Linked DNA regions of Mus musculus: all the other regions are linked to region 2. A link is a contact called in public Micro-C and promoter capture Hi-C data. All regions are on one chromosome and are shown on one strand. Each heading gives the region's core, a stretch centred on a gene start, on an enhancer-like site or on the middle of the called end of the contact. The rest is flanking DNA. Distances are from core to core; before and after follow the strand shown.

The links. Promoter capture Hi-C pulls out the DNA fragments that hold promoters and counts their contacts. A called contact is a pair of places that touch in the nucleus more often than the background predicts.
Region 1: a Micro-C map of embryonic stem cells shows a contact between it and region 2, with 4 times the contacts expected there. The contact joins the promoter of Ahctf1 here to the promoter of Wdr26 in region 2. A contact is called at or near these places in 4 of 39 promoter capture datasets (the C10 cell line, hematopoietic stem and progenitor cells, liver and 1 more), 1 of 484 Hi-C or Micro-C datasets (embryonic stem cells), 1 of 115 datasets of contacts at active chromatin or transcription factors (astrocytes) and 1 of 9 other capture datasets (liver).
Region 3: a contact with region 2 is called in a promoter capture Hi-C map of hippocampal neurons, with 2.6 times the contacts expected there. The contact joins the promoter of Susd4 here to the promoter of Wdr26 in region 2.
Region 4: a promoter capture Hi-C map of hippocampal neurons shows a contact between it and region 2, with 2.4 times the contacts expected there. The contact joins the promoter of Capn2 here to the promoter of Wdr26 in region 2. A contact is called at or near these places in 2 of 39 promoter capture datasets (the 3T3-L1 cell line and hippocampal neurons) and 1 of 115 datasets of contacts at active chromatin or transcription factors (pancreatic cancer cells).
Region 5: a promoter capture Hi-C map of neutrophils shows a contact between it and region 2, with 5 times the contacts expected there. The contact joins the promoter of Fbxo28 here to the promoter of Wdr26 in region 2. A contact is called at or near these places in 3 of 39 promoter capture datasets (the 3T3-L1 cell line, hippocampal neurons and neutrophils) and 1 of 115 datasets of contacts at active chromatin or transcription factors (pancreatic cancer cells).
Region 6: a promoter capture Hi-C map of liver shows a contact between it and region 2, with 2.6 times the contacts expected there. The contact joins the promoter of Trp53bp2 here to the promoter of Wdr26 in region 2. A contact is called at or near these places in 4 of 39 promoter capture datasets (embryonic stem cells, hippocampal neurons and liver) and 1 of 115 datasets of contacts at active chromatin or transcription factors (astrocytes).

The regions. Positions count from the first base shown.
Region 1 is chr1:179,802,441-179,806,472 of GRCm38.p6, reverse strand. Ahctf1 (AT hook containing transcription factor 1) reads left to right here and starts at 2,458. Exons shown (of 36, transcript NM_026375.2): 1 at 2,458-3,120.
Region 2 is chr1:181,209,704-181,213,437 of GRCm38.p6, reverse strand. Wdr26 (WD repeat domain 26) reads left to right here and starts at 1,460. Exons shown (of 14, transcript NM_145514.5): 1 at 1,460-2,362. The coding sequence starts at 2,001. It overlaps Gm38664, which reads right to left and starts at 2,002. Exons shown (of 6, transcript XM_011238899.2): 1 at 1,939-2,002; 2 at 1,392-1,628. The coding sequence starts at 2,002.
Region 3 is chr1:182,761,621-182,765,845 of GRCm38.p6, reverse strand. It overlaps Susd4 (sushi domain containing 4), which reads right to left and starts at 1,630. Exons shown (of 9, transcript NM_001356461.1): 1 at 1,450-1,630; 2 at 658-840. The coding sequence starts at 805.
Region 4 is chr1:182,515,481-182,519,378 of GRCm38.p6, reverse strand. Capn2 (calpain 2) reads left to right here and starts at 1,769. Exons shown (of 21, transcript NM_009794.4): 1 at 1,769-2,261. The coding sequence starts at 2,025.
Region 5 is chr1:182,340,120-182,344,215 of GRCm38.p6, reverse strand. It overlaps Fbxo28 (F-box protein 28), which reads left to right and starts at 2,610. Exons shown (of 5, transcript NM_175127.2): 1 at 2,610-2,893. The coding sequence starts at 2,627.
Region 6 is chr1:182,407,305-182,411,151 of GRCm38.p6, reverse strand. Trp53bp2 (transformation related protein 53 binding protein 2) reads right to left here and starts at 1,985. Exons shown (of 18, transcript NM_173378.2): 1 at 1,702-1,985. The coding sequence starts at 1,728.

The DNA.
Region 1 (4,032 bases), core at 1,209-3,708, 1.4 Mb after region 2:
ATGGTGACCATGGAGGGCAGAAGAGGGTGCTGGATTCCTGGAACTCAAGTGACAGATGGTTGTGAGCTACTATGTAGGTGCTAGAAATCCAATTCTGGGCTGGACTGTGGTGGCACACGACCTTAATCCCATTTCCAGGACAGTCAGGGGCACACAGAGAAATCCTGCCTTTAAAAACAAAAGAAACGAACGAAAAGTCCAATTCTGGTCCTCTTGAAGAGCAGCCAGTACTTTGAACTGTTTTGTTGTTTTGTTTTTGGAGACAGGGTTTCTCTGTGTAGCCTTGGCTGTCCTGGAACTCATTTTGTAGACCAGGGTGGCCTCGAACTCAGAAATCTGCCTGCCTCTGCCTCCCCGAGTGCTGGGATTAAAGGTGTGTGCCACCACGCCCAGTTCTTTCCACCCCCACCCCTGGACTTTTAATCCTCAGCCTAAAGAATCTGTGTCAGTCCTCTGTGCTCTGTGTCAGTCCTCTGTGCTCTGTGTCAGTCCTCTGTGCTCTGTGTCAGTCCTCTGTGCTCTGCAGATGATTAACGAACAAACGCCCAAAAGGTCACCTGATTCCCCAGTTACTAAGCTCAGTGGTAGAATTCCTGGGCTGAAAATCCATCTTCTTCTTACTACCAAGGAGTCTGATATGGAAGGAAATTTGTTCCAAAGGATGGGAATATAGACAGAAGAGGAAGGCAGGCAGGGATGGAAACTAACATGGGTGTAGGACAAAGGCAGGTTTTCTGTTTGAAAACAGAAAATTAGTTCATAAGAAAGAGGGATGGGGGATGTAGTTCTGTTGGTAGAGTACTTGTTTAGCGTTCATGAAGCCTCGAATTTGATCCTAAGAACCACCTAAAACTGGGAAAGGGGTGCATGCCTGTAACCCCAGCCCTGACTGTCATCCTCAGTTACACACTGAGTTTAAGGCCAATGGTGCACATGAGACAGTCTTCACACACCCCATTCACTACCAGCAAAACAGAACCAGACCACACAACACTTACTGCAAAATCTTGTCTAACTTCTTCCTCTCACAATTTAGAATAATACCTTGCGCAAACTAGCACACTTTTACATCTTGCAGTGAATAAAGAAAAAGTCACAAAGATAAACAGTTTATTTCTAAGAGGCAGCTTTATCTCAAAAATTGTGCAGAGAGAGAGAGTAGTAGAGACAGGCTTTCCTGATTAAAGCAGTCTACTAATGTCTTCTCCTTCTCTCTTCCCCCTTCTGTTTGTTTGTTTGTTTGTTTGTTTGTTTGTTTGTTTGAGATAGGGTTTCTCTATGTAGCCTTGGAACGACTATGGAGACCAGGCTGATCTTGAACGCACAGAGATCCTCCTGATTCTGCCTGTGCTCTTACAACTCAGTAATAAAGACACATTCTATTTCATTTGTTTGAAAATTCTTTGGTGCTGGGTCTAGCTTCAAAGAGAGATACTGATAGTCTACAGAAGAAAGCCCAAAGATGAGCTCCAAATGATAGTCTAGAAATGATACAGTCTAGAAATGATACAGTCTAGAAATGATACAGTCTAGGGATCTTGATTGGATCTGTTTTCACTGATAGTTAAAAGAATGAAAGGGTGGTTCAGGTCTTTAATCCCACGGCTCAGGAGACAGAGGCAAGAAGATCTCTGTGAGTTTGAGGCCAGCCCCATCTACTAAGAGAGTTCCAAGATAGCCAGGGCTGTTACACAGAGAAACCATGTCTAGAACAAACTGAAAGGAAAAAAAAAAAAAAAGAACTGTTAAGACTAGAAGAGTTAAAAGGCAAAGCACAACAAGCAGTAGCAGAATTAGCAGTTAAAAAGGCGTTTATTGCAGGCAGTAAACACACAGAGAAAAAGACCTTCTACAAAACAGAGAGGGGATTTGAGAAGCTGAAAAATCCAGTCTCTTCTTGAGGCCTGGGGGTTGTAAAACCTCTAAAACCTCCCTGACCTACTTTAGTGTTGGTCAGTTTGAAGGCAGAAAGGATGGATGGTTGATCGGTCCACTACAGTTGTGTAACGTGTTCTAATCAGGCTTTGAACTTATTGAACCAGTCCATCAGCAGGTGACCTGCAGGTAGATGATAAAAGCTTGCCAGGTTTTTGTCTCAAATCAGGAGGTTAAAAAAAGCTGGCCATCTTGGAAATTCGCCATGGCTCATGTCCCTGTTTGTCTACTAAGGGTCTGCCCAACTCCTCGTCTCTCAATACTAACAAATCGAAAAGAAAACATAGGTTTGGCATAATGGAACCTACAGCTTCGTGCATGCCAAGCACGAAGCTCTGCCAGCAGAATTACCCAGCGTCAGATATATGACAAAAGATTAGGCTAGGCGACCTGAACTCTCTGCTTTTTGAGAAAAAAAAAAAAATGAGAGTAAGAGTTTCTCAGTAAGTCTGGGTTTTGTGTGTGTGTGTGCGTTTCCTTGAAGAGTTGGAGCACAGAACGGAAAAAACGGAGGCAAGAGCAGCAGTCATAGACGGAAAGATTATCGCTTGGCTGCCAGCAGGAACCGCCACTAGATTAGGCCGGCCCTTGCTCCGCAAAGCCGGACACGCCCTACACTACGCCCAGCGCACAAAGCCCTATGGGACTTGTAGTCTTTCGCCTATCTGCTCCTAGGAGGCGGAGAGACCCTGCTGTACGTAAATGAATCTTTCTTCCCGGCGTCGTCTCGGTTTTCTCCCTTTGCGAAAGGCCTAGTAGGGAAAGTTTGAAAATTCCCGCGGAGTCGGCGCCAGAGGCCGGAACCCTCGCGAGAAGTCCGAGCCCCGCAGCGCGATCTGCGATCGGATCCCCGCCCTGGCCACGATCCTTCCCTGGGCGGAGAGGCTGTGTGTGTGGGGTTCGGGCAGTGCGCCCGGGGTAATGCGCAGAGCGCGGCCCGAGCGGTGCCAGCCCAGTAAGTCGAGTCGCCAGCGGGGAGGACGCGGCGCGGGCGGTGGGACGAGTTCGAAGCCGGGATTGGGCGAAGGAGCACCCGGGGCCTGAGGGGACCGGCGAGAGACTGAGCGAGAAGCGGCTTCCGCGGGCCCGGGGCGCGCGCCGGGCCGTGTCTCCCGGGAGATGCTGTGACGGACCGCACGGAAGCAGCGACGCCGGGGCCCTTGGCGGCCTGGCCCGCGGGCTCAGGTAGGGTGGGGAACCGCAGGCCCGCGCGCCGAGGGCGGGGCGGCCGGGGCGGCGAGGCCCGGGGCCTAGGCCGGGCGCACCGCCTCGCGGGGAAGCGGCGTCCGCGAGCCGCGACCGGTGCGGCTCGTTCCAGCGCTCGGGCGTTAGTTACATAACCCTGGCGGCGGGTGCCGGCACATGGCCGCAGAGTCGAGCCTCCGGGCTCGTCTCCCGCGCCCGCGGGCGGGATCTCCGCCCCCCGGGACGAGTCTGACTCGAGACCCCGGGCCGTCAGGGTGTAGCGGAGCGATGGAGACCTTTGTGGGGCGTTCCCCGCGGACAGCCGCGGGCGCTCCGAGTCTCTCCGGCGTTGGCGTGAGCTCCACATGGTCCTGTGCTTGGCTCGGGTGAGTCCTGGGCGGGGGAAAAAGTTTCACTCGCGAAGCGGGCCACAGGGCTGAGTGGATCTGGTCCAGGACATCTAAGAGAACCGTGTCCGGAGCTCATCTGCGAGCTGTAAGGCCCATGACTTTTGCCTTTGGTTGACTTTTTGGAGAGTCGACTCTGCTTTTTGAATTGATAGGTACACACATGGTCCTTTTGAGACAGGTGGTTTTTGTTGACTTTGTGGAACCTTTCTTTTTGGTACCGTGAAGAATCACATCCAGGTCCTCACACATGTCAGGCAAGCGCTCCACCACTTGAGTTGTGTCCCCAGCATGGGATCTTGTGATTTTTCGGTTCCTAAAGCAAACGGCAGCCATTCTTAGAGGTGTGTTGTTATAGGAAAGTGAGCGTTGTTATTTTTGTTTATTTTTGATGCCAGTGATCGAAGCTACCACCTCGAGCTTATTAAGCTCGAGCCCCGCCACTGAGATCTAACCAAGTCGCTGAGTTTGGGTGCTTTTTTTTTTAATAGACAGTTGGAGACAT
Region 2 (3,734 bases), core at 211-2,710:
CAGGGCTCTATGAGGGCATTGACTATCTAGTAATTCTGGCTCTGCTGGATATACTGTCTGTGCCCTATGAACCTCAGCTAAAATGAAGGTCTGTCTCAGGTGAATACAAACACCGTATGTGAGTCACTTTGCAATTACAGCTGACACCTGAAAGCATATTTAAAGCATGACAGCCACAATGCTAGATCTCTGTAAGACTGCCCTGGTCTCTGTCTCTCTTCCCAGTCTCAAGATGAAGAGAGCTCAGGATTCTTGACAAATCATAGGCTAATTTTTATTACACTTCTAAATTTAAAAAAGGCTGTCCCCAAAGACCTAAAAATTACTGAGCTGTGAGTGTTGTAAATTTCAGAGACATAAGATGTATTGCTTAAGGCTGTTGGGTCTGTTTGTTTGGTCTTTTTGTTGTTGTTTTCCTCCCAAATGGAAGTCACGTCAGGAAAAATATCTGTCCACACCAGGTCTACATGCTACGACCCAAGTCCATGAAACTGACTAGGGCCCCATGGACCATTTGCCACAGAGTAACATAGTTACTCAGTTCTCTGCTGCTGTGTTTCTCCACTCAAGAAAGCCGTTTAAAGCGCTGGGACAGTGAAACTCCGGCCACTTGAAAATTTCAAACCAGAATCTGAAACGGTGCCCCAATCCCACCCCTCGGTCAGAGGTACAGGAACCAGGAACAAGACATCTGAGCGAGCACTTAAAAGAAAGACAAAACAAACCTAGTAAAACTCCAAAGCAAAGCGCCTCTACACACCCTCAGCCTTTGAAACGTCTTGCCCCCACGAGTTGTTGTTTTTCCTCCCAGAGGGAAGGCAGTTTACGGCCGACTTCGCCTTCCCAGGGTGGAGCACACTCAGCTCTGCTGTCATCTCCCTTGTCCTGGACTGACACGGATACAACTGTGTGTGGTGCTTGGCTGTGCAAGTTCAAGTGTTTCCACCCTAAACCGAGGCAGTGGTTAAATCCTGAGTGCAGAGCAAGAAGCCGGTGGCCAGGGGCCTAGCACACCCTTGTGCTCGAAGTCACAAGCTGCAAAACCAGGCCGCCGGCGGCCCCACCCTGGCCCGTGCCAGTGCGTCTGCGGCCCCCTCCACGCCGGCCGCTCGCTCCTTTCTGGGTCACTCAGGGTGCAGGGCGAGGACGTGATCTCCGCCTCCCACCCTGCAGGGCCCCGGAGCGAGGCTGCGAACTTACTGCAGGCCGAGCTCGCACGCCTGACCCGGGGAGCCAGGGCGGCCTCGCACAGGCGGGCCAGGTCGTGCTGAGTCGCGCCTCCCCGCCGGGGCCGGACCCCCACCCCCGGCCGCCCTCGCCTTCACCCCACGGCCTCACCCCGGCCGCCGGACACACACGTGCCGGGTGACAGCCCCCTATAGGTTCCATACCTGCTGCCGGAAGTGAGCGAGGAGGGCAGTATAGGCATTTCCTGTGACGCCAGCGCCCGGACTCCATTAGACAGCAGCTGGGGGAAGAATCAACACACCAGGGAGCGGAGCGGCGCGGACCCAGCACCGAGGCGGCCGCTGCCTCCGCCGCCGCCTCCGCCGCCGCCGTCCGGGCTCCCAGCTTCGGGCCCGCGCCCCCCCCAGTGCCCGCGAGCCCCCGGGCCGCGCCGCGAGCGCCTCCGGAGGGGGGGGGAAGGGCCCGGTCCTCCTTCTCCCCCTCCTCCCGCCCCGCCGACCCCCGCCGCGCCCCGCCGGCCTCCCACCACGGCCTCTCTCGGCGAGGAAACTCTGGCCTCCGCTTCCTCCTCCTCCGACTCGGACGCCGGCGGAGCCTCCCCGCCCCCGCGAAAGAAGCCCCGAGCCTCGGCGGCGGAGGGAGCAGGAGAGCCCGGGGCCTCGGCGGGCCGAGCAGGCCTCCCCCCCCCGCCCTCGCCCTCGCCGGCCGCCTCCTCCTCCTCCTCCTCCGTGGTGGTGGTGGTGGGACTGCCTCCGGCCGCCCCCGCCGCCCCGCAGCGGAGCAGCGGCCACAGCCTGGTCAGCGGCGGCACCATGCAGGCCAACGGGGCGGGAGGAGGCGGCGGCGGGGGCGGCGGGGGCCAGGGCCAGACCCCGGAGCTCGCCTGCCTGTCGGCGCAGAACGGGGAGTCGTCCCCTTCGGCGACGTCCGCGGGGGACCTGGCCCACGCCAACGGGCTCCTGCCTGCCGCCCCCTCCGCCGCTGGCAACAATAGCAACAGCCTGAGTGTCAATAACGGGGTTCCCGGCGGGGCCGCCGCGGCCTCCGCCACCGCCGCCGCCGCCCAGGCCACCCCCGAGCTGGGCAGCAGCCTCAAGAAGAAGAAGCGGCTCTCGCAGTCCGATGAGGATGTCATTAGGCTCATAGGACAGCACCTCAATGGCCTAGGGCTCAAGTAAGTGTCCGTCCTACAACTGGTGAGGGCCAGGCCGGGGCCGAGCGGCCGGGTGGGTTGCGGGGACCCCGGGGCCCAGTGCGCAGGAGGCCGGGGACAGACAGCCCTGGGGGGGGGGGCGGTGGAGGGGAGGTCTAGGAAAGGGAATCGGCCCGATGTCTTAAGGCCAGCCGAGCCGCCTGGGCTGGGGAGGGGTAGTGGAAACCCAGGGCGACCCCTCCCCGCGCACCTCCAGAGCAGGATTGTCTGTCCGGGAAGGCGGACACCGAGGTTGTTTATGCTGGGGGAGGGGTGGATCAGAGCGGTGGAAATAATGAACCTTGGAGGATTTGTTTTTCAAGTGTGTCTCAGAGGCATCTTTGTGGGACACCTCCCCACCCCCACCCCTGACCGACAGCAGCCCAGGCAAACTACCAATCAGGAAGGACAGTCGCCTACAAGTGTTTATGGGAACTAAGGGGCTGGCATAATTTGGAAAGAGGCTGTCGAGTAAATCTGATGGGAATAATGAAGTCAGATACCCAGTGGAAGTCATGCAGACAGAGGCCGTGTGTGTGTGTGTGTGTGTGTGTGTGTGTGTGTGTGTGTGTACACACTAGAGGCCTAGCACTAGTAAAATCCCACTTCAAAACCCAGAAGGTTTTCTTTTGAAAATGTGATGTCAGGTCTGGTGAATCATTGGTTTTCAAATACAGTTTGGGTGGTCATTAATGTAGGGTGAAGGTAGACAGCGGGTCCAACCAAAACGCATCTGTTTTGAACACACAGGAAAGAAAAGCTGAGGGAGTTGAGGTAGGGTTGGTGGGAGTGTCCTGGAGCTGAGTGAAGGTGGCAGAGCCAGGAGCTGACAGTAAACAAGCAACAGTTTCTTAGAGTCAAGGCGAATTTGAAGGCAACCAGACCAGGGATTTTGGTTTTGTTTGGTTTTGCTTTGTGTGTGTGTGTGTGTGTGTGTGTGTGTGTGTGTGGAGAGAGAGAGAGAGAGAGAGAGAGAGAGAGCGCACCCGTGCATTGGTTGGGAAAGGGGCAGATCTGCATTTTCTCAGTGACAGAAGTATTTCCACTCCCAAGCTGATAATTGCACTGTTGAGCTGAAAAATGGGGAGCGCTAAAGAAACACCGAACCAAACCATGAACAGCTCCCAGAGAAAAATCCAGAAAGGTTTCACTTTAGTCCCCAAGGAAAAGGAAAAGTGTGAAAATAAATTTTGTGAATGCTAACAGAATATATTACTGAGGGAAGCAGTAAGCTGACAGCAGCAGGCGGAAATAACTCGTGACTGTTTGGAGCCTACAGCATAGTAAATTGGCTATTTTTAGTATGGAGAGAAAGGAAAGGGTTTGGGGTGCTGGACTTGTTTTAATTGTAAAG
Region 3 (4,225 bases), core at 381-2,880, 1.6 Mb before region 2:
ATCAATTTGGTTTCAGAACTTCCACTTCACAGAAGAGTCCTTGACTTAATCCCCACCGTAATTCAGACCTCGCTAAGCAGTCTTCCAGAAACATACCTGAAGGGAACTCTGCAGCCCTTCCCCACCCCCAACAGTCACAGACATGCCTCAGCACACCACCTCCAAGAAAGAGAAAGTTAACTTTCAAATAAACCTGTCCTTCAACTGGTCTGACCATGTTTTCAGACCCTTCACATTCTTCAAGACGGTTTATTCTAAAGTAGTTCAAATCCAGAAGCCCAAACCTGACCTGTGTGTGAAGGGCAAAGATCAAGGGTCGAAGGGCTACAAATACACTGCTTCCCCCCACCCCCACCCCCACACACTCCTTTGATCCTCTTTTTCCTCTGGGCCAAAATGGGAAAATGTGCCAGGCTTCTTATCCTTCCTTCAGAAAAGCCCAATTGGGCTGCCGGTGGGTGTGCGAACCTACACCGGTTCCACACAATTTTCTGTGAACTCCAGGGGTTTTGCAGAAGGCTGGGACACAGGGACTCTATTTCTCAGGCACCCCTAAAGTCTGCACGTATGCAGAAGGCGCAGTGCTGTCCGGTCGGTACAGTCTCCCCTCCCTGCTGGGCCATTCAAAGCTCCCCCCACCACAGCGGGGTCACTCACCACCCGTGAGCTGTGCAGGGCCAAAGCACAGCGCCAGTTGAAACCACAGGATCACGGCCAAGAGTCTCTGGGGGGACTGAGGCTGCTGTTGCTGCAGCTGCTGCTCTAGAAATCCATCTCCATTGCTCGGGTTCATTCCATGATACATCTTTCATCCACAGAGGGCATCCAGCTTGCGAGAGTCTGCAACCAGGAGCGGAACACGACAATACCCCGGGGTTGCCCGGGCTCTGGGGCCAAGCTCTCCCTCCTCCACCCTGGGGGCCCGGTGCCTGGGCTTTGCGGGCTCCATCCCATCCCATCCCTGTTCGCCCCTGCGCAGCCCCCGCCCCCTTTCCCACAGCGAGATCCTCCCTGCCACCCCCCATGCAGGGTCCAGAGAGTAGCAGCCACCATGGGATACTGCGCGTGCGGGAGGGATGGAGGAGGGGAGAGAGGACAGGGGTTAGTGCACACTGGCTCTGTGCTGGTCCCCGGGATTCAGCGGCTCTGATCATGACAGGAAAGTCTAAAGCCTTATAGCATCAAGCGGCTGAGAAAACACTTTTCCCCGGGCCTGTACATTTCACTCTGAGGAATCTCACAATGTGCCCCCTGCTGCCCCTGGATACTTCTCTGCTTTTCCAAGGATTGGGAGGCTCCTATTGCCCCAGTCCCTTATGAAATCTGAGCTGTTATTTTTATTTTAAAAATTCCTCCCTTAGGGGAGCTGAGCCAGGAGCCAACTCGCCCAGCCCGGCCTGCGCACGCCTCCCCGGGGCAGGCAAGCCCCTTCCGGGCTCCGGCTCTTACCTGTGGGTCTCATGCATGCAGCTTCCTTCCCTCCTCCGCCTCCTCCCCCCGCCAGTCTAACCCGCATCTGTGCGCGACCTCTGCTGCCGCCTCTGCGCGAGCAAGCAAGCGAGCGAGCGAGCAAGACAGAGGAGCGAGCGAGCGAGCGAGACGGAAGCCTCGGCGGCTGCCGGGCTACACCGCCCCCGCCCGTCCCGCCGCGCGCTCCCTCCCCGGGCTCCCCCGAGTGGCCGGGGGCGGGGGTGACGAGGGCCACGGCTGCCGGGCTGCGCGCGCCCGCTACCTGAGCTCGGGAGCGCGCGGCGGCGGCGCGGAGAGGGGGAGGAAGGGACGAGGCCCGGGCGCGCGCGGGAAGGGCAGGGGCGCGCGGGCCTGCACGCGCCTCGGCGGGTCCCAGCCAGCGCCGGTAGCAGGGGTAAGGGGATGGCGTGGGCGGAGGAGGACGCCGTGGCCAATGGGAAGCCGGCGCGCCTGCACCTGTCGGGCACGAGTCGCCAGGCGGCGGCACACACGCACACGCATTCACACACGCGCATACGCGTATGCACGCACACATACCCAGGCACACGCACGCGCACACACCGCAGGTCTGCGCCGCGATCCTTCACCAGTGGCCTCTGGAGCCCTTAGCCCCGTGTGTGCCACCAGAGGCTGTGACCTCGAAGGTGGAGGTGGACAGGATGATCCCACCCAGGACCATCACCGATGACAGGGTTAACTTGAATGGGGCGGTGTAAGCACAACCCTTGCTGCTAAAACCTCAAGTTCTTGGTGACCCCGAACATCTCCACGGGTGTGAGCTTCCCCTAGAGCCCAGTGGACAGCCCGAGGAGGCTGGGTCTCTGTCTCCCGTCCCTTGCACCGTCGGCATTTTCCCTCTTGGCTGCCTTGGAGATAGACGCAAGCATCTCTCGGAGCTTTCTCTTGAGAGGCTCTCCCTCAGGGAGACAAGTGACCGGGCAGTGAGATGATGGGTGCCAATGCGGGAAAGCTGGATATCACCGGAAGCTTATTTCCTTTGGGTAAGAACCCGAAAGGATCAGGGGTCCCCAGGAAAGAACGTTCCCCTGGTCAGCGGTCCCTTCCTGGTGTCTTAAGTTCAGCCTGCTGCTAGCTCTGTTCTCCCAACCTTTGCTGTTCCCCAGCAAGCTAGACCTCCCTCTGAGGTCTGGGCCGGCTCCTAGGGTACTTGTGTGAGCCTTGGTGATTAAGGGGTGTGCCTTAATGAGGTAGGGCCGGCAGGCAGTATTTTTGAACCACTGGATCCCCATTATTCTGTAGCAATTTGTGGATATGAAAAACCATGTTTCTGATACAGCCACCAAATCATCTCGTCCTTCTATCGACTTTCCCAAAATCTCACATACTGAAGGTAGTTTGGAAATTACAGCTTTTACCGTGTTGGCTTTTACTGCGAGTAATTTTAACAAATTCTTGCAGGAGAAATTAGCTTTTAGTAGATAAATCTAGTTCAATGTTGTTGATTTTTTTTTTCGATTTGTAAAATTGAGATGTCAGCTTTGCACGGAGTAAGTTGAACAGTTTTGGTTATCACAAATGCATTTCTGCTAAAGCCTGAACTCTGAAGCCCAAAGCATTACTTGGGCATTTTTCTGTGTTTCCAAGGTCCTAAGATTGTTCGCTGCAAATTGAATATTTATTCTAGCTTATTCTCAATAAAATATCTACCGTTTTAAAAATAGCTGTCAGATCCACAGGGCATAAAACTATTTGTTGACCATGCAACAAATGTATCTGAAGTCTGCCGCTTAGCTGCAACAATCGGCTTATAAGACTACCAGGGCCAACAGGACCATCCAAGTTCATCTGTCCCAAGCCTGGGATCTGCGCTTAAGTCTCCTTTCTGACACAGTGCTAGCCAGCTGGAGCTACAGCTCAGCAGTAGGCCACTTGCCTAGCTCTTGTGTGAGGCTCGGGGCTCCACCCTTAGTACCACAAGAATTAAATTATTTGTGAACAAGGTCACGTAGCCTCATCCAGTACCTGAGGAAGCCTGTTGTAGTTGCTGGTTGCACTCAGAAATGCCTTCCTCGGGTGGGACTGCTCTGCTTTGGGTTTGTTTGTTTTTTCTGTTATTGTGCTAAGACACTGACCAAAAACAACTTGGGGAGGGGAAGACTTTTACTTGGCTGACAAGTTACAGTCCACCAGTAAGAAAAGCCAAGACAGGAACTGAAGGCAGGAACTGAAGGGGTCGGGGTGGGGAATGGAGGAACGATGCTTGCTTACCAGCTTTGCTTCCTGTGTGTTGCTTGGCAGACTTTCATAGCCCAGGAATCACACACACACACACACACACACACACACACACACACACACGCACGCACGCACGCACGCACGCACACACGCACGCACGCACGCACGCACGCACACACGCACACACTCTCATACAGTGGCCTGGGCCCTCCTGCATTTAATCAGCGTTTAAGGAAAAGCTCCCGCAGACATGGCCACATGGAAACAGTTTTTCAGTTGAGATTTCCTCTTCTAAGTTATGCTCAATGTTAAGTTGACATAACTTAAGCTATAACAGAACCAAGAACCCTTCCCAAAACATGGCCTGTGGCTCTGCCTCTCTTTTCTGGGCTCACGCCGCTAAGTCAAATTCTCCTTCTTTAAGACAAACTGTCAAGGCGGGAGAGATGACTCAGTGGTTAAGCTCTCTTGCTGTTCTTCAGAAGACGTGAGTTCAATTCCCAGCCCCCCACATGGTGGCTCACAACCATCTGTAACTCCAGTCCCAGGGCATCTGATA
Region 4 (3,898 bases), core at 520-3,019, 1.3 Mb before region 2:
AGTAGACACCCGGTTAAAGACAAGAATACAGAAACGAGGCTAAATAGGAATGAATCTTTCTTAAAGCTAAAATTATGGCTTCATATTGATACAAATGAACACATTTTAAAAGATTTTATTTGACAAATACAGATGGAGTAACCAGACACCTCATGTTTTGTTTGTTTGTACTTTTGTTTTTTTAGACAGGGTCTTGTTGTATAGCCCTAGCTAGCCTGGAACACTCCGTGCAGACCAGGCTGGCCTGGAATTCATGGAGATCTGCCCCCATCCCTGCCTCCCCTTAGCATGTATGTATCCAGCTTACTGCTGGGTAGAACCTTCTGGGCGCGGCCCGTCAGGCACTTCATGTTAAGTGTTGGGATTTAAAGACATGGGCTACCATGCTCGACAGCCAGCATTTGTTTGCAGCATGGTGGTTTCTAAGCTTCATGGCTCTTTTCCGGAAGCTGTTCATTTTTTCCCACCATCTGATTTCCTTTGGCCCCACCCTGATTTTTTCTGGGCTCAGGATTCAAAAGGGAAGTGGGGGAAGATCCCAGACACCTGCCATGCCCAGGAGAGAATAGTGAGGTAGCAGTATCAACAGACAAGCCCTGGCTTTGCCACAGGGAGACAGACACTTTGATTCTTCCAGGAACAGTCATTTGCATATCACTGATATTTCAAGTTGCTACAATTTCCTGCAACTGACAGAGTTACAAACTATCTCAGAAACCATCAATGCTGAACCAAGATGAGGTTCAAACCAGGGTTTCTCAGCCTGGCACAGAGATCTTTCAGACTGCACTTTTCTTCCTGTTCTCTCTGTAGAGGGATGCCCTCCGCCCGACCATCCTTTAGTAGCACCTGGCTTCCACCCAGTAGAGGCCAGGAGCCTCCTTTGTCCCAGTTGTGACAATATGAGGAAAGTCTGCAGTTAGGGTCAAAAACCTTTAGGGTCACATTGGTGCGTGCGGGTTGCTTCCAGTTGAGAACCCGTGCTTTAAACCATTCATAGCACAAGCCCGCCCAGTTCTGTGTGTGTGAGTGGCAGCGAAAACTTTCATTGGACAGAGCGGTGGTACAGGCCACCAACAGGGGCTCTGTTCTAAATGGTGTCCCAGCAGCAACTCAATAAATCATCCCAGGTAAATCTGAGTTTTAGATAAGCATCACATTATTATTCTAACACAGGTTTGCCTCGGGTGATATTTGAGGGCTACGTATGCTAAAACCACACAATCCCCCAGCCCCTTTTCTTGAAATTTAGATTTAACAAGCATGGATTGTTTTGTTTTGTTTTTTTGTTTTTTTGTTTTTTGTTTTTGTCAAATTGTACAGCCCTACTTATGCACAAATAAGTAACTGCAGAGGCCCTGGGACCCTAAAATTCCTGTCTTGCTTTAATTTGTAGGGGTTACATCTTTGAACTTCTTTGGAGCTCAGTTTCTCATCTGTAAGATGGACACACCAGTAGCCATTTCTCACAAATTTGGGGGTGGTAGGTAACATGTGTGCCCAGAGCCTGCAGAGCTCTCTTTCGATCCTGAGCCCAATGAGTGGCAACTGGCTTAGTCGCCGCGCTCCCTCCCTCATCCGCTCCTGACTCATCCGATGTTTTCTGGACAGTCATTGCTGAGTTTCGCCCAGCCTTACTCCCCAATGGCTGGGGTTTGACAACTTCGCTCCCCAACTTGCGATTGTCGTCCCCCCAACACCCCCCGCTCGCCCTCCCCACCGGGCCGCGCCATCCCGAGAGCCGTCCGAAGGTGGCAGCATCGGCCCCGTAGTCCTCACGGTCGGGCTGGCACTGTGCAGGTCGCCGGCGAGCCGCGTCCGGAGCCCGGCGCCGAGCAGGCCTGGGGAGGCGGAGGCCACACCCCGCGCACGGCCCAGGCGCTTCCCGCCGGTGAATCATCCCCGCAGCAGCGGCTCCCGCAGTCCGCTGCAGCGCCCCGGGCCCGGCCGCGCCCCAGCCGAGTGCCGTGCCCCGCCTCTCCGCGACCCCTTTCTCCGTGCAGTGCGCCAACCGGATCGCTACCATGGCGGGCATCGCGATAAAGCTGGCCAAGGACCGCGAAGCGGCCGAGGGGCTGGGGTCGCATGAGAGAGCCATCAAGTACCTCAACCAGGACTACGAGACGCTGCGGAACGAGTGCCTGGAGGCCGGGGCGCTCTTCCAGGATCCTTCCTTCCCCGCCCTGCCGTCATCCTTGGGCTATAAGGAGTTGGGGCCCTACTCCAGCAAAACTCGGGGCATCGAATGGAAGCGGCCCACGGTAGGAAGCGCGAGGGGAACAGGCAGGGCCGGCAGGGCCTGGAAGGGCACTCGGGGTTCCGGGAGGCTGCAAGTCCCTGGCTCCCCGGCTCGGTAGTCCCTGCTTAGTAGTGCTCCGCGATTGCTGCTAAGGGGACTCCCTATGCAGACTGAGGCCCAGCCAGTGGACCTGCCCCAAGCTGCGCGCAGAGCGCTTCGCAGGACAGGACCCCAAATCCCATTAGTGGACACGCCCTGGAGGCTGCCTTCGGCTTCACAAAGCCGCAGGGACACAGGGCCGCTGGGGTGAAACTTTTACTGGACTCTAGTGGTGATCTGAGTGAGGGTGGAGACACTGCTCGGCAGTAGGGGTGGGGGTGGGGATATCAGAGTAGGATAGAAGACTCGGGACTGCTGGGTGGGTGGGGGCAAGGGGTGGGCACAGCCTGGCTCTGGCTGACAAAGGTGGTCACAAGTACATGTGGCACTTGTAAATGCAAGTACATGTATTTATCCAGCGTGGGTTTTGTCTGGCTCTCAAAGTGCAGTTAGAGGACTCTTTAACTTAAAGAACTGAAGGGTAGCTTAAAGAATCGATGGGCTCCAATGATTCTGTTACTCATTATTTTGCTGACCTAGAGTCCTCACCCGGAAACCTCTGCTCAACTCCTAGATACTCCTGTCCTAACCCTCAGAGTCTCTGCCCTTAAGCCCTTCCCGTTCCCTTGTGGTTTCAATCGCCAGTGGATGCCCATGGGACCCTCACTTGACTTTTCCCAGGAACTGAGAGGAAGTCTAAACTTCTAGATTCCTGTTAGGACAATGGACATTCATACCCTGCTTCTATCCTCTTGGTTCCCCCAGGCTGCTTTTGTTACTGAGTCTAGTCTGAAAGTACCAGAGACTAGCGGGGGTATAGCTCAGTTGGTAGTCTTTACTTAGCATGCATGAAGCCCTGGGTTCTATCCCAAGCACCATATAAAATCAGGTGCATGCTAATATATGCCTGCCATTCCAGGACTCAGGAGGTGGAGATGGGAGGATGAGAGATTCAAAGCCTGGGGCCACAAAGATGGCTCATTGAGTAAGGGCTTTGGTGGTCATTTCTAATGACCTTAGTTCTGTTGCAGAACCCACCTGGAAAAAGAGAACCAACTCCCCCAAAATTTTTCTCTGACCTTCATATGCACACTGTGGCGCACACGTGCAGAATCTCACAGGCACGAATGTGCACACACACAAAATAAATACTAATAACAACAGAAGAAGATGGAGGCTGGCCTTGGCTATACAGTGAGTTCATTTGAGGCCAGCTTGGACCACATGAGAACTTGACTCAAATTTGAAGATAAGTGGCAAGGAAGACTAGAGAAGTCTCTGTGGAACAGGATTCAGAGCACCTGGGTACCCAGGGTGAATCACTGGCTCTCCCTTCCTCACCTCAGCCGGGCATGGTGGTACACACCCTTGATTGAAGCCCTCAAGACACTTTGTAGCTTTGGCTGTTTAGTAAGTTCTAGGCTAGCCTGAGCTACACAGTAAGACTGTGTCTCAACATTAAATGAAGATAAAAATAAGACCAATGAGGCCACTCTGTTTTCTCTCTTGTCTACCACACTTGGTGCAGCTGCTGCGGCTGCTTCGGTTTCCTGGAGACAC
Region 5 (4,096 bases), core at 1,361-3,860, 1.1 Mb before region 2:
TCTCCCAAGCACGAAACTAGACACAGGTGAATCTTGAGAAGTGTGTGTCCATCCCCTACTGGAAACTGCTGTCTTGTAAAGCACTCCTGATATCTGGCTGGCATGAAACTACATTTGGAATTCAGAATTTCTCCTCAGAGTGCACCTGTTCGTTTTGGTCGGTAACTCTATCCAAAATAAAGGCCGACTTTAAAAATTAAAACCAGACTACCATTTGCTTTGAAATTCTCTTTGTGAACACTTTTAGGGGCTGTGGCTATAACTGGATGGTGGAGTATGTGACTAGCACACACAGGGCCATGAGTTCAATTCCAAGTGCTTCCAATAACAATATTATCCTCAAACAAGCATGGGGAATGTAACGGTTGGAATCTCATGTATATAAAGAGAGAAAAATTGGAATGAGCTGAGTGGCAGGAACTGCTTAAAATTAGTCCCAAACTTGTATTCTGTGGTTCAGACCAAAAGATCTGAGCATTAATCGGTGGTCCTTATACGGAGAGTTATGGGGAAAGGATTGCAGTTTGTAGGATCCATTCACACAGCAGCTGTGTGTAAGGAGTGGATTGACAAACCACAAGAGCTGACTGAGGGGATGATGGTCCACTTTTACAGGATGCTCTGTAAGCTCTTTTTCATGTGAGAGTTTCTATAATGTACTTAACTCGTCTCCTCTTATAGAAATTCTATTTCAACTTAACCCATCAAGAAAGCTTCTAACTTTAATAAGTCTAGGTAGAAAATCATTTCCATTTAGACTAAATTGAAATTGGTTCTCTGAAGAGGTAGCAACGCCCTAAGCACAAAAGTAAAATTACAGTCTATTAGTAGGGAGAAAATCAACGCATTATGAATATGCAAACGTCTGGAAAACAGTTAGACATAAAATACATATTGAATACTAACCAGCCCTCTGTGATGTGCGTGTGGTTTGAATGTGCTCGAGACGGCTCATGCACCGGAACTTTGGTTATCCTGGATGAAACCTAAGAACTGGAATCATGGGAGTCAAAGACAGAATCAGTACAGGTTCAAGTCTGTACGTTAGTCACTTTTCTGTCACCGTGATAAAATACCAGGACGAAGGCAAGTTACAGAAGAAAGAGTCCATCATGGCGAGGAGACACAGCATGAAGTGGCAAGCATGGCGGGAGGAGCTGGAAGCTGAGAGACCACATCTTCACCCTCCAGCACAAACCACCAGAGAGCAAACTGGAAGTTGAGTGGGACTATAAGCAATCACTGTCTACTAGTGACACGCCTCCTTCAGCTAGGCCCCACCTCCCAAAGAAACCCCAAAGCGCAAGGCCAACTCAGAACTGAGTGTTCAAATATCTGAACTTGTAGGAAACAATCTTACCCAAACCACCACCAAGTCCAACCTGACTTTGTTTACTTCAGATGCAGAGTGTGTATTTTTATGCATGAAATAATACTACATTATGCTGGGTCACCTATGGGGCGTCCTAGTAAGAGGCACGTGATGATCTTTCCTCCCACAACTTGTGGTGGTACTCCTAATCATGTGATTATAAGCCTGTTCCCTGAATTTCTGTATCATACCTTTCTTATTTTGTGATTAATGCATTACATGAGAAGTGGGTTATTTTGAGACTACGTGCTACACCTTACCACAGGCTTGTCTTCTGGTTTTAGCATCTTTTCATTGGTTCTCACCTAAATTGATTCACAGAGAATAAAAGTCTTTTTTTTTTTTTTTTTTTTAAGCACACAATTCAGGTACTGGAGAGATGGCTTAGAGGTTAAGAGCACTGGCTATTCCTCCAGTGAGAAACAATGCACCCATTAACTGTCTGTTGTCTTCCACACTTCCCTTATTCCCAACTTCCACCAACCACGAATCCACTCTGTTTCAGTTAAGCAGTTGTAAACCAGCCAGTTGTTGGTGCTGGAAACCAAAGGCCAGTGTTGGTGCTGGAAACCAAAGGCCAGTGTTAGTGCTGGAAACCAAACTCGGGTCTTCTGGAAGTGCACCAAGTGTTGTAAGCTCGCTTGTGCTCTCTCTCTCTCTCTCTCTCTCTCGCCCCTGACTCTATGGACCTGCCTACATAGGGCATTTCACATAAAAGTAGTCGTATGGTGTGTGACTCTGTGTTTTTATTTCATTAATGTGCTTTCAGGGTTTACCTGTTGTCTTGTAGTTTTAAACTAGCGGTGTTTTATTCCTTTTTATATGCTGCAATTATCACTGTGACTCTTGGGAGATGCTGATCTAAATACAAATTTCCGTCTAAACTTATGAAGGTGATATGGTTTTTATCATCCTTTGGCGAGTTGCTTTTAAAGAAAACTGCTCCATTGTCGTTCCTTTTATCAGATGAAAGGGACTATGACGACCGCCTTTCTTAGGGTTTGCGGAATCCTTGCTCGTTTCCACTCTAACAAGGCAGTCTCCGATTTTAAAGAGCTACAACGACCACCTCTCTTGAAGTGTGCACTATCTTCCCTCCTTTCCGATGGACGCACCGAAAGCTCGCCTCTCTTTCCAGCTGTCATCCCACGAGCTCCTCCCTCTCCTTAAGCTCCCCCCCCCCCAGGAGGAGGAAGTGACGCACAGGAAGTGTCCCGATCCCCTTACATTGGAGGAAGGAATCAAACTCCCAAGATGGCGGCGGCGTCTGAGGAGCGGATGGCTGAGGAAGGAGGCGGCGGCCACGGCGACGGCGGCTCCTGTTCGGCTGCCGGCTCCGCTCAGCGACAGCCCCCGGCGCCCCCGTCGCAGGCCCCGCCGCCCGGGTCCCAGGCACCCGCCGCGCCCGCGCTGGCACCGGACCACCTGCCCCAAAACAACACACTGGTGGCGCTGCCCATCGTAGCCATCGAGAACATCCTCAGCTTTATGTCCTACGACGAAATTAGCCAGCTCCGCCTGGTGAGGGCCGAGGCCTGGGGAGGACCGGCGAGGGCGGCGCGTTCCTGGGGAGGGAGCCCCGCCGGCTCGGGACACGGAGCGCGCGCGTCCCCGGCAGCCGGGAAGTGGCGCTGGCGACGGCCGGCGGGGTGCTTGCTGCTGCCGCGCTGGCATCGCGACCGCCGGGCGGGCGAGGCTCCGCTCTGCGCCTCGCCCCGCCCCGAGGGTCTCCTCGCCCCTAGCCCGGGACGCGCCCGCCTGCGAGAAGTAACGGAGCGGGGCTTGGTGCCCTCCGCCCGGCTGGACCGGCGACAGGGACTCCCGAAGGGGCAGGCGCCTGCCTCGACTGCCCGCTCGGGCTCTGGAGTTCACTCCCAAGTGGGCAGAGGATCCCAGCCAGGCTTGGGTTGTGTTGCAAGAATAGTGTGTATTGTCCCTCCAACCCAGGCTTTCTGCTTGAAAAGGATGAAGGGGGTTTGGCTGTCCCCCCCCCACCCCCCCCCGCTCCCCCTTGAGCCCCAGTTGCGGTTCTAAGATTGCAGTTGTGTTGTGCGTTTAAAACCCCAGAGCCTTAGTTGCTCACTAAAGTAGAGCCCTGGGAGATGATGACCTGACTGGCTTTGCCTCCCTGACACTCCTTACTATAGCGAAGCAACTTGTCCCCTTGTCAAGCTATTACCCCCTCCCGCTTGTTTGCTTTTTTTTTTCAAATGTGCTTCAAGCCCACCCTCCTGCAGTCGGAGTGGTTTACTTATTATACCCTAAAAATAACACATTGTCCTAGCCAAAATTTAAAAAGAAAAAAAATTGCCATTGGAATTTTACTACATCCCTGAGGTTTGACCGAAGATTTGATGAATTACTTGGTTCAGGAAGATATCTCACTTCCTACCGGGGTATTTCCCCTTAGGTGGTTAGGAAATTGGAGGAGGTGGACATTTTGAAGTGGTTGTGAGCTGGTTTGATGTAGTCACTTAAATGTGCTCGGGATTGTTGATAAAAGGACAAAGACATCTTTCTGAATGTGCTGTGTGTGGCGGTTACTTATTCATCGCTATGCCATATTTTAGCCCTATTCTTCCATCTCTAAATTGACCAGTATTGTGTTTCAAAGGAAATCATCTTTAAAAACAGCTTGCAGTCATTCATTCAAACTCCGGGGCAGGTTTTGTGTGTGTTTCCCCACACTCTGTGGAATGGAAAATTTCTTCTGTTTAGAGTAGG
Region 6 (3,847 bases), core at 736-3,235, 1.2 Mb before region 2:
ATTAACCCCTTCCTTCATAAACAGTGACTCCAATCTTCCAAAGCACCCTGAGAATTGGCATTGTATCACCCCCAAGATACAGATGATGAAGATGAGAGACAGATTTTTCTTAAACATCTGGGATCACTAATGCTGTGCAAAATTCCAAAGCGCATCAAATTTCAAAGCTAGAATAGCATGCACACTACACCTTTCCTAGTAAGTCTACTCTGACACCAGGAAAGCAGTCAAAGCCACCAGACTTGCTGAAGTGACTTTAGTCCCAAGATTCAATAACTTTTTACAAGAATTCTGATCATCTGCTATGTGGTTTGGAGAAAAACACCCCTACATAAAACAAAAAAAAAAAAAAAAAAAAAAACAAAGGATACCTTGATTTAAACTGATCTTTCAGGAAGAAATCATCCTGCAATTAAAACCACCTATTCTTTTCCTTTCTCTGTTCAGGGGAAGCTGATGGCAAGCTGCAAAGGTTTTTTCACAACAGTGAGATAAAAACACAGGAATAAAAAAGTTAACAAAACAGTCTATCATAACCAAGGTATGCGTTTTAAGATATTCACATCACAGCCCTAACTTAATAAATGAGACTAAACCATTAGTTACAAAATGCTAGTAATTCCAAATTTCTTGACTCTTAGCAATTGTAACCATCCCAAGCCACCTAATAACCTAATAACCAAAATATTATATATGTGTCCAACCTAGAAAAATTTAGGAACACCCTCCACAACGCAAAGGGGCAAAGAGACAGTATAGTATATTCTGCACGTGTAATTACAAAAAAACCAAAACAAAATAGAACATTGAAACACAAATTTTAACACTCTTTCTTGGATTTTATAAAAGCAAAAAAATTAAGTTGTTTTAAGTTTTTATCGTTTTGTTTTCTTAAACAAGTGATGCGATAAGAACGTGAGTTGATGAGGGGTTTAGGGATGGATATGGCTAAAATACGTGACCTTTCAAAGAATATATAAAAATTATTTTTTAAAAAAGGACTTAGGTTGACTGCGATTAATCCTGCTTGAGAGGAGAACAAATACAACACCCACGAGGAAATAAATACACGGCTGCAGGAGCCACCATAACCAGTCAGATCTTGTGCTTGCTAAGGGGGCTTTTCAGAAACACCTCCATTCAACCTGCAAGTCACCTGTGACGCTGGCCAAGTCAGATGCCAAAAGAATTCACTCATCTTTCTTAGAGGTCTTGCAGAAAAAAAGCTGGGGGAGCGGGGCACTGAAGTTTTCCTCTGAACTAAAACTTTCAAGGCTGCATTTACTAAAACCTGTTTCCACAAAGAGATAGATAGGGTGACATGGCTGCTATCACCAACATCAGATCGAAATTCAAGTTAAAAAAAAAAAAAACTGGCAGAAAGAAAAAGAAAGGCAAGCCTTTTCAAGCGCTATGCTTCACTTCAGTAAAAAGCCTCAAAACAATTCAAAGAAATAGGCTAAGAACAAGGTTCCCCGGCTCTTGACCTTCAAAACAAGCTTCCCCAAAGGTCTCATCCGAGAAGCAAAGTTTGGAGCAGCGGCCCGGGCTGCCGCACTGCCTGCGGGGCAGCATCGCGACCGTCGCGGGGACCCAGAGGGACGGAGCCTCAGAGCCTCGAAGCCCGAAGCTCCACCGGCTCCGCTGACCCGGCCCCCCCGCCCTGTACACTTCCGGGCCCCAGCACGCCCACCCGCTTACCGGCATCATTTTGGACCCGAACCGCATGGAAGCGGGGGTCTGGCGGCGGCCTGGCCGAGCAGAAGTGACCCGAGGGTCGCGGGCCCGGGGAAGCCAAGCGAGAACGAGGCCGCGCGCCCGGCGGCCGACCTGTTGCGAGGCAGCGGCGCTGGAGTCCCCTCAGCGGACCGGGACGCCACCGAGTCCGGGGCCCAATCCCCTCGCCCGTCTCCGGGACGCGGCTTTGTCTCGGCGCTCGCGACTCCCACCTCCTCCTCCTCCTTCTCGCCGAAACCAACTAATCCCGGCCGGGCCCCCACCGAGGCGCGCTGGCCCCGCCCCCCACGAAGCCCCGCCCGCGGCGCGCCCCAAGGCTTGAGGTAAGGGGGAGCGGAGCGCCAACCGGGCGGCGAAGGCGCATGCGCAGATGCTGGGGGCGGTGCCAGAGGGGGCGGGAACCTTTGCTCCGAGGGAGGAAGATGCAGGCGGCGGAGCTGCTCCTGAACGCGCCTCCAGGCGGAGCCAAGGCACGGGAGGGCGGCGCCGCAGGAGAACAATAATCGTAAAACGCGGGGATGGAGCCCAGGGCTGTGTCCCTCACCTCCTTGGCGGTTCCGAGTTGCTCAAGAGAGTTGAGCCCTTTGCCTTAGGAACCATGAACCAGCCACAAGGCGCCGGACGCCGAGGGGCCTGGGCGGCGCCGCCTCACACACCTGACTCAGGGCGCCCTGAGGGATCCGAGCGCCCCACAAGATGGAGACCTGCGAGTCCGCCGGGCCGGAGCACGTTCCTGACAGAAGGCGCTCTCGGATTTGTCCTCATCCCTCAGGCGATGTCCAAGACCCCCCTCTGAATGGCCTGTTACTTCTATAATGTAAGAAGGGAAAAGCCCTTCAGTGTTGAGAAGTGGGGGGGTTCCCTGTGTTTTGAACAGCACGCTCAAAGGATTTGAAAATGGGTAAAAACAGCTTTCTGGGGCGCTCTTCAGCTCATCACGACCTGTAAACACTTTTAACACAAGGACCATTTTTTGGAGCCGTCGAAGCTCACGCTGGGAAATTGGCAGTAGTTCGCTTTGATAGGGAGGCAGATAGTCGAGTCCATTATCCAGAGAGACATAGGCTTCAGGAACACTAACTCCACGAAGCTCATTTCACGTCAAGTAACCCGTGCAAGCTCATTTGGAATCAGAGGACAGAAGAGTCCCCAAAACGAAATGAAATGAAGCACCAGAATGTATACAGCTTCAAGAATGGAGCCAGCTGAATGTGGTAGCGTGCACTAGTAATCTCAGCGCTTGGGAGGCTGAGCCAGGAGAATTGCAGTGAGTTCCAGGCCAGCCTGAGCTGAAAGAGTAAGACCTTACCTCAAATGACACTTTTATAAAAATTAAATATAAATTGACCTGTGTGTGGCACAGATCTATATCCCCAGGTACTCAGAATGCTGAGGCAGGAAAATCCCAAATTTAAGGGTTCCCAGGGCAGCTTTAGCAGAATAGGTCTCAAAATGTAAACGGGGGGGGGGGGGTCCCTGGAGTCAGACATAGTTTAGTGATAGAGTGTTTAACATGAATAAACTCCTGGTTTTAATACAAAGCACAACAGAAAGAATGAGCACTTATTGTTTGTCGTCCCAGCACTAGAAGGCTGAGGCAGGACGTATCAAGAGTCTGAGGCCAGCCTGGGCTACATGCTCTGTCTCCAAATAAATAAACAACAAATAAAAGAATAATTATTTTTTTATTTTAACATATCCCTTACCCAAAAAAAAGAATCATCCAACTCCCAGTTAACATCATCCCAGCTACTCTATCATCCCAGCTACTCTATCTAAACATGAAATTAAAACTGATACAACTAGAATTACCCTGGGTTAAGTAAAGGAAGTCCACACCTTGACTTACTCAGTAAAATGTATCAAAATACTGTAGGTCTTCTAAGTACTGTGGATCCATCAATGAACAAAACAAAGCTGAATGGACAATAAAACCAGTCTACATACAGTCACCCAGAAGAAAAAAAGAAAAGAACAAGAAAAAAAAAAAAAAAAAAAAACTCTTTTTGTGTTGTTGTTTGGTTTTTGGTTGGTTGGTTGATTGGTTTAGTTTTTCTAGGTAATGTCACTCAGTGTAGCCTTAGCTGTCCTGGAACTCATAGACCAGGCT